Regions from separate parts of the Macaca mulatta genome. Here region 1 is linked to region 2. A link is a contact called in public Hi-C data. All regions are on one chromosome and are shown on one strand. The core of a region is the stretch at or near the end of the contact, and the rest is flanking DNA. Distances in the headings are between cores, read along the strand shown.

Region 1 (3,898 bases), core at 392-2,891, 1.1 Mb after region 2:
ACACACATACATTGTGCTGGTATTTTATAATTATCCAAATGATTAATGGTATACTTTTAAAAGTGTGTGTGTGAGGAAAAGTATTGTAAAAATTGCTGAGAAATTCACTAACTTCCAGTGATCTTAGAAGTCTTAAATCCTACTGCCCTCTCCACAAATGCTCTCTCTCATCAAACTGTTCCTCTGAACACATTTTGAGCTTTCTTGTGCCTGTGCTTTTGCTCATGATGTTTCTGAAACCTGAAATGTTGCCTGCTGCCTCTGTTTACAAATCCAGCATAGTGCTCTCAAGGCTCAGATGAAATATCTGATATGCCTCATCTGGTAAGCTTTCTCATCAGTCTTCCTTCTTTCACAGATCTTGTCTCTTCATCCTGTAATACAGATCTTGCATCTCTTTTACCATGGCTAGATTACGGTTTCTTTGTGGAGGCATGTCACTTGCTTTCCTGCATTAGAGTATAAACTTTTTGAGCAATTCCTCAGTGCTTGGTTCTCTCAATGAGACTATATTATCTGACCAACTCACCTCCTTCTTCCTATTTCTCTGGCTTCTGACTTAATTCGCATCCTAAAATTGTGAAGGGAAGATCTGATGGTCTAAATTAAAATCACTGCTTTTGTTAAAACTCTGCTAAAAAAAAAGCTTTACGTTTGTAGTCATAAACGGGTATCATGAAAATAAATCCAACACGTATTAACTGCACACTAGGGAGATTTCTTTCTGTCTTTCTGTCATAATATCTATGTCCCCATTCCTGAGGTATGAATGGTAATCCTCCTAGAACTATTATGCAACTGTAAGCCATATAACTGACCCAGATACCTCATGCTAGGTTGCAAATAAAACACAAACTTACATAATCCTTTAACAAGTACCAATATCAGTATCAGCATCAGCATCCCTCTCTTTCTCTCAGCTCAAATTAATATCTGTCTTTTGGATTGCCTCAGTAGTACTGCTAGTTCTCAATAATCAATGATAACTAAATTTAGAATAATAAAAAAGTAAAGGAGTGTGCTATCTTACTTCAAACCAGTTCTGATATAGCATGAGTGATTCTGAAACAGTCTTATTGTAAACTACTGTATCAATTATTTTTTTCCACTTAGGTTTCAAATGCTATGGTTTTATTTCTAGAGATTCTAAAAATCTCTAGATTTCTAGAGGTTAGTGCTACAGAACATTATTCTGGTCCTCAAGTGCAAGGATAAATTTTGTGGCACTTTTACAGAAATTAGTATAGACCAAATCTAAGATTGGACTTCGGTCTATAAAAAGGCAAAACAAAACAACAACAAAAAAAAGTGCTATAACAGATTGGGCCAGGGAGAAGAAGGCTGTTTTATAAAGGTCAATTTTTAAACCCCTCCTACAGAACATGATCTATGCAAAATATATCCACAATATATTCCAAAGCATAATGTCACCGGATAAACCTAAGGAGTGGAACATATGGGGAAATATGAGAAAGAAGGTATTAAAGTCTGAAAACAAGCAGGTTGGTAAGCTCATTAGCTGGGGTGGAATTTTAAAATCTTCACGTGAACGAATATATAAATCAAAATACACACATGCAATCACAGTCATGCGCACTGTATATTCACACATGGCACACTCTACAGTTACATTATAATCTTTCACGCTGAAACAGTGAAATTCCATTGGCTTTATAAATGTAAAGGCGCCCTCTGCTGACCAATCTGAGGCATTTGCATTTTCTAGTTTTCACAATAGGGCAGCTCTAACACAATGATTAAAGAAGTTTAGGGGGATTTTCTGCTCCACTCTGCATAAAAGTTTATATCAAATGCAATAAAGTTAATTTAGTTTTAAATGTCACTTAATTTTCTTTGATTTTATTGTAATGCATTAATTCCTAAAATAGTATAATGAAAAAAGGTTAATGTGAAGTAACTACTCACTTGTTTTGACAAAGCAACAGTAGCAGACAATTAAAGACTGATTGCACAACTAATTTTACTGTAAACTTATAGAGGTCAAATAATCCAGTCAATTATTTGCTATAATTAAAATGCTTTTAATAGAAAATGAAAGCAGGCTTTGTGTCCCTCTGATGTTTCCTAGGGAAATCTGGTCTAGAGAAACACCAAAGTTTTGCAGTTATCTTCTTGTTATAAGACGACCAGTGACTTCAGAAAGCAGAACTATAGCATCCAGCATTAAATTCCCATTGATAGTCTGAGAACTGTTCAAATGTTGTTTAGAAATTTTGTTAATTTGGAAAAGGGCAAATGAAAAAATTGATATATCTTAATTACTAACCACTTTTGTAATGAGAAGCAATTGATTGTAAACAGAGGTGGGAGGAGGAAAAAGGACACATATCAACCCCCAAGTTTGGAGATATGACGAAATCACTCTCTAGAACAATCCACTAGAGAACTCTGATATGACCTCTAGTGCCAAAGAGATATGTGTTTAAAATTAGTTTCAAGGTGGGCCACTGTTACTGATGGTGGTGTGTCTTATCCATCAGATGTGTTACACACACACACACACATAATCTTTGCATTAAAGCTATAAATAATTAACAACATTTGCATAGCACTAAGACTACTATGCACTGAGAAAATATTTGAGAAACTGGTTCAGAAATAATAATTATAAATATCTTAATTTAAAATTACAAATAATTTGAGTCTTTTTGCACATGTAAAAATCATATTTACAGACTGTGTGCAGCTTAAGGGACAAGTTTTTTTCAATGCTATCTTGGAAACTATTTGAAACTTTAACCTAATACAATGGAATTCAAAATAAAGACTAAACATTATCAATATCAAGAAGATACACAAAACAAAACTGCACAAATGCCTATTAGAAGCTATGGAGTACCTCCACATTTACCTCGATTGTTACTTCTGTCAGAAAATGCTTATGCAGGCAAAACCCTTCCATAGTAAATTCTGCAAGAAAAACTTCAATCAAAAGAACTCCAATAATTTCTCTGGACTAATGGTACTTTATAAGTTATTAATATCAGTAATTCTTAGTCCTGAAGATAACAAGGAAACAAACAGACACTTGGAATGCCAGCAGCGGTCTCTAAAGCAAAGGTCTGAAGCAAAGTGCTACATTTTCATAAATAAGTGACCCTTTGCTAGTGCTCTGGAAAGGGCCAGAATGGATTAAACTAACCTGCTCTCAAATCCACATGCGAAATCCATATACCATAAGGAATCTAAGGACTAGAAGACCGTTAAGATGTTTGTGAATTGGATGGTTCCTCGGATTACTGTGCGGTTTACTGTATACTCTTACATGCTCTCAGACTATTATATATTTTAATACCCTGTACTATTCTTTCATGGCACATACTGCAAGTGTAGTTATACAGTTACTATTGCTGGGCCAACACCTCCCTCAGTGGAAAGTTCCATGGGGGCTGAAGCCATTTCTTTTCTTTTTTTTTTTTTTTTTGAGTTTTTTTTTTAGTTTTTTTGCTCTTGTTGCTCAGGCTGGAGTGCAATGATGCAATCTCAGCTCACTGCAACCTCTGCCTCCTGGGTTCAAGCAATTCTCTTGCCTCAACCTCCTGAGTAGCTGGGATTACAGGCACCTGCCATCATGCCCAACTAAGTTTTTGTATTTTTAGTAGAGATGGGGCTTCACCATGTTGGTCAGGCTGGTCTTGAACTCCTGACCTCAGGTGATCCACCCACCTCGTCCTCCCAAAGTGCTGGGGTTACAGGTGTGAACCACCACGCCTGGCCTGACTCATTTACTCTTAATTATCTCTTACCATCACAATCTCCAGATAAAGTCGTATTAGGCTCCGTGGCCATGAAGCCATTTCTATTATGTTCCTGAGTTCACAGTACACAACAAGGTGCCTGGCACATGACAGGAGATTGGAAAATAGTTGCTAAATTA
Region 2 (3,882 bases), core at 761-3,260:
ATAAACCCAACTTCAAAATGTCTGTCAGAAAACTGTTTAGCTTTTTTTTTTTTTTCCAAGTAGCATTTTAAGAGGTCCCTTTCTGAAAATTTTTCTTGGGTACTGGGAACTCAGAATTTTCATTTGAAATATATTAACAGGTTTATTTGGCGTGAATGATAAAAGGTGCAGTGTATTGCCTAGTACAACCACTAATACTTTTTTTCAATAACAATAAAAACAAAAATAATAGTAAGCAGAGCTGTGTTTCTAACCCCAAAGAAGCTGGAGACCTTAGTTTAGATACTTCATAGGAATTCCTTAAGGAGTCCTCCTTCACCTCCTGCCAATACACCCAAGGAATCTTTTCTTGATAAATTCACCCACATTAGTTATCAAATCTAAACATCACAGAATTTAGCATCAATTATTTACCAAGTGAGACAAAGGTTTGCCATTTTTTTCTTATCTTTTCCTTCAGTCCTCTTCATCCCCATTAGTTTTTAATACTTCTTTAATCTCAGAAGCAATCAGTCCTAGTTTATGTCAAAGTCAGGACTTTGGAATTTAGAACACTATCTTTACCACTTTCTGTAACTATCTCCAGTTTTAGCCTAAAACTACAGAGCATTACTCTTTTTTTTTTTTTTTTTTTTTTTTTTTTTGAGACAGAGTCTTGCTATGTCGCCCAGACTGGAGTGCAGTGGTACAATCTTGGCTCACTATAAGGAGGTCATTCTATTTAATCACTTATTTTATGGTTTGTTTGACCATATTAAATTGTCAAATACAAGTATTCTTTCTTCTTCTTCTTCTTTTCTGAGACAGTCTCACGCTGTTGCCCAGGCTGGAGTGCAGTGACGCCATCTCAGCTCACTGCAAGCTCCGCCTCCCAGGTTCATGCCATTCTCCTGCCTCAGCCTCCTGAGTAGCTGGGGCTACAGGCACCTGCCACCACGCCTGGCTAATTTTGTGTATTTTTAGTAGAGACGGGGTTCCACCGTGTTAGCCAGGATAGTCTCAATCTCCTGACCTCATGATCCACCCACCTCAGTCTCCCAAAGTGCTGGGATTACAGGCATGAGCCACTGTGCCAGACCAAGTATTCTCCTAATATACCTCTTCTCTGATTTTGTTGATATAGACTTAATGATAAAATCTTTGAAAAGTTTGTTTCATATTTGTGGTGTTCTGACTGGCTGGCTAGCTGTAAAATGTTGCCTTTCTTCCTAGTCCACACTAAAATCCATTGAGTGTTCTTACTGCACAAAACACCATAGAAAAACTTTGTCTACCACTTTAAAAAAAAACTGTGAATGTGAAAATATCTTCTGATGTGACTGCATTATAAAGCTCAGTACAGCAGTTTTAATCCAGAAGAATATATGACCTGAATGTTTGTCAAACACATGATATGCAGCAACAAAATAATCTTTATTTTATTTTGGCCTGACAGTATAATGTATAAAATCACAAATTGTTTGTATTGGCAAGATTTTATTTTACTAATTTTGAGATACTATAAAAATAATACTCTATATATATTTAAAGTATTTATTTAGAAAAAACTGGGAAATAAATTGAAGAAGATACTAATTTTAAGAAAAACAAACTGAAATCAAGTCTTTGTCTTAGAGAACAAATAAGACTGAAGAAATTGAAAGAAATATTTTGAAAAGCAAGAGTGAGGTACTTAAGTGATAAGACACAATGAAGTAAAGTCTTCCATTTATAATAGCTACAATGACCTTAATTAAATAAAATCTAAATGTCACTAAAGATAGATATCCACTGGTTTGGATTTGAAATTTAACTATACAATTTTGGATGAATTATAACTTATGATTCGGTATTAGGATTCTTCAGATCTCTGGACTTGTCAGTTTATAAGCTTTAGAAAGTACACAACACTTTCTAGGTATGGTGTAAAATTTTTTAAATATTTAAGACATAGAATACATTATTACAACATGTTCTTTAATGTTGATTTTTAAATGTCAGAATAGATGTAATACCAGTGTAAGCCACAGGGTGGGAGTGAAAGGCAAGAACTTGTGTTGAAGCAGCTTAAATACATAATTGCACCATTTTATAAACCTTTTAAATGCTTGTTGAATTATAAGGAGCTGTAGCTTGGTTTTCTTTCTGCCTTTAATACAGCTGCATTCTTCAGCAAAGAATCTATAACACAAGACAAACACATTAATTTAAATATATAGGCCATTTTTACTGAATATCAAAAGAAGTAAACACATACATTTTATTTCCCCCTAAGTTTCTGGGCATATGAAGTGCTTGGTGAACAGAGCAGCAATTTTGATCAATAGTTGAATTTGAGAAATTTCTTAAATTACCAGTACCGGAAATAGTAATTGAAGTTGCCAGAAATATTTCATCTCTTCAGACTTTCCTTCTTCATTTTCCTTTTTCATTGATTTTTCTCATTTAAAGAAAAAAATCAATTGTATATTACATATAGGTCTATAAGCTGTCTCAAGTTATTTTTCAATAGGGAAGGTAAATAAGTTTTCCTTTGTGTTTTCTTTTTACTTGATCTCATTTGAATTTGGAAGCAATTTAAAGTAGTAATAGTAATCATTTTGTATCTTTAAGGTAAGAAGACAAGAGGTTTCTTCTCCTAGAAAAGAAACTTCAGCAAGGAGTCTTGGCAGTCCTTTGCTCCATGAAAGGTAGTTCTACATCCTTTTTTTTGCCAACTCTTAAAAATTTTCAATACTGAAATATATTTTATATATATATTTTTAAGCTTTAACAATTGCAAAAAAATAGCCTTTTAGAATAAGTGGAAGTAACCATCCCCAGAGTCCTACATGTTAAAAATGACCTAAACAAGTCATGCAGTTAATAGCAGAGCTGGATCTAAAACTTGAATTCTCTAAAGCTCTACTATTTCAATAAACCAAGTGTTAAGGCCATATTTCTTTATATGGATGGATCCTAATGTGAACTTTACCAAAATGAGGAATATTTAATATTCTATTTAAGATGTTTGCAGAGAACAAAAGTCAATGCATTGAAATTTCTAATGTGAGAATAAGACAGCCAGCATTAGTGTATATATGAATAAGTAGATATGCTAGACTATACTATATTTATGTATTAAAACTTTTAATTTATCACTTACTTGGTGCCTGGCCCTCTACAAACACAAGCTGGTTTTTGGGATATTGTCTAGGAATTAAAAATTTTTTTTTAACTTTTAAATATTTTGTGGCACATAAAATGGTACTACATAAGTTTGATTATTTTAAAAACTTGGAAATTATAGCTTTACATTTTAAAATGTTGATTTTTATTTTTTAGGGGTAGTATAGAGAAGACTTTCTGGGATCTGAAAGAAGAATTTCATAGAATATGCATGCTAGCAAAAGCACAGAAAGACCACTTAAGCAAACTTAATATACCAGACACTGCAACTGGTAAGATTTAATTTAATTTACAGTAATATTGATTTGATTGATTGAAATTGATTTCTTTTTGAATGTGAAAATATTCCTGAATGCCTATTAATTGTGTAGCATCTGTAATTTACCCCTCATCCACGTATATTTGAATGTGTACATGCTGTGTAAGTTCTGTAGTGCATTACATATGTATTTGTTGGTTTTTTTTTCTTTGTTGTATATGGTACTATATAGATTGAATTGAAAGACATAATTACTAATTATCTTAATGAGAAATCCCACCTTAAAAAATACAAAATAAATATTGACTATATCCCTGAAAGTTTTCAGTTGTTGTTTGGGGGACTTATTAAACATTAACTCTTATGTGAATAAGCGACCTTGAAGCCATACTACCATATTATATGAGCTAAGTAAAATTATAACATCAGGTTTGTTTGTAAGTTCTGCCTGAAAGTTCATTACATACACTATGGAT

What was found. Hi-C and Micro-C count contacts between places; a contact is called where the count stands out from the background.
Region 1: a Hi-C map of fetal cortical plate shows a contact between it and region 2, with 4 times the contacts expected there. The contact joins two enhancer-like sites. A contact is called at or near these places in 2 of 14 Hi-C or Micro-C datasets (fetal cortex germinal zone and fetal cortical plate).

What each region holds. Positions count from the first base shown.
Region 1 is chr12:67,151,665-67,155,562 of T2T-MMU8v2.0, forward strand. All of the region lies in intron 3 of IFIH1 (interferon induced with helicase C domain 1), which reads right to left. Among named protein-coding and RNA genes, the nearest start is that of IFIH1, 17 kb to the right of the region's middle. Within about 2 kb of position 1,642, at least 2 of the 40 cell types and tissues checked have an H3K27ac peak or open chromatin away from gene starts, as enhancers often do. A contact at or near this core is called in fetal cortical plate, where this site is marked.
Region 2 is chr12:66,032,236-66,036,117 of T2T-MMU8v2.0, forward strand. TANK (TRAF family member associated NFKB activator) reads left to right here. Exons shown (of 7, transcript NM_001257543.1): 4 at 2,593-2,669; 5 at 3,304-3,419. It overlaps LOC144333388 (a long non-coding RNA gene), which reads right to left. Exons shown (of 4, transcript XR_013402007.1): 4 at 1,936-2,160. Among named protein-coding and RNA genes, the nearest start is that of TANK, 44 kb to the left of the region's middle. Within about 2 kb of position 2,011, at least 7 of the 40 cell types and tissues checked have an H3K27ac peak or open chromatin away from gene starts, as enhancers often do. A contact at or near this core is called in fetal cortical plate, where this site is marked.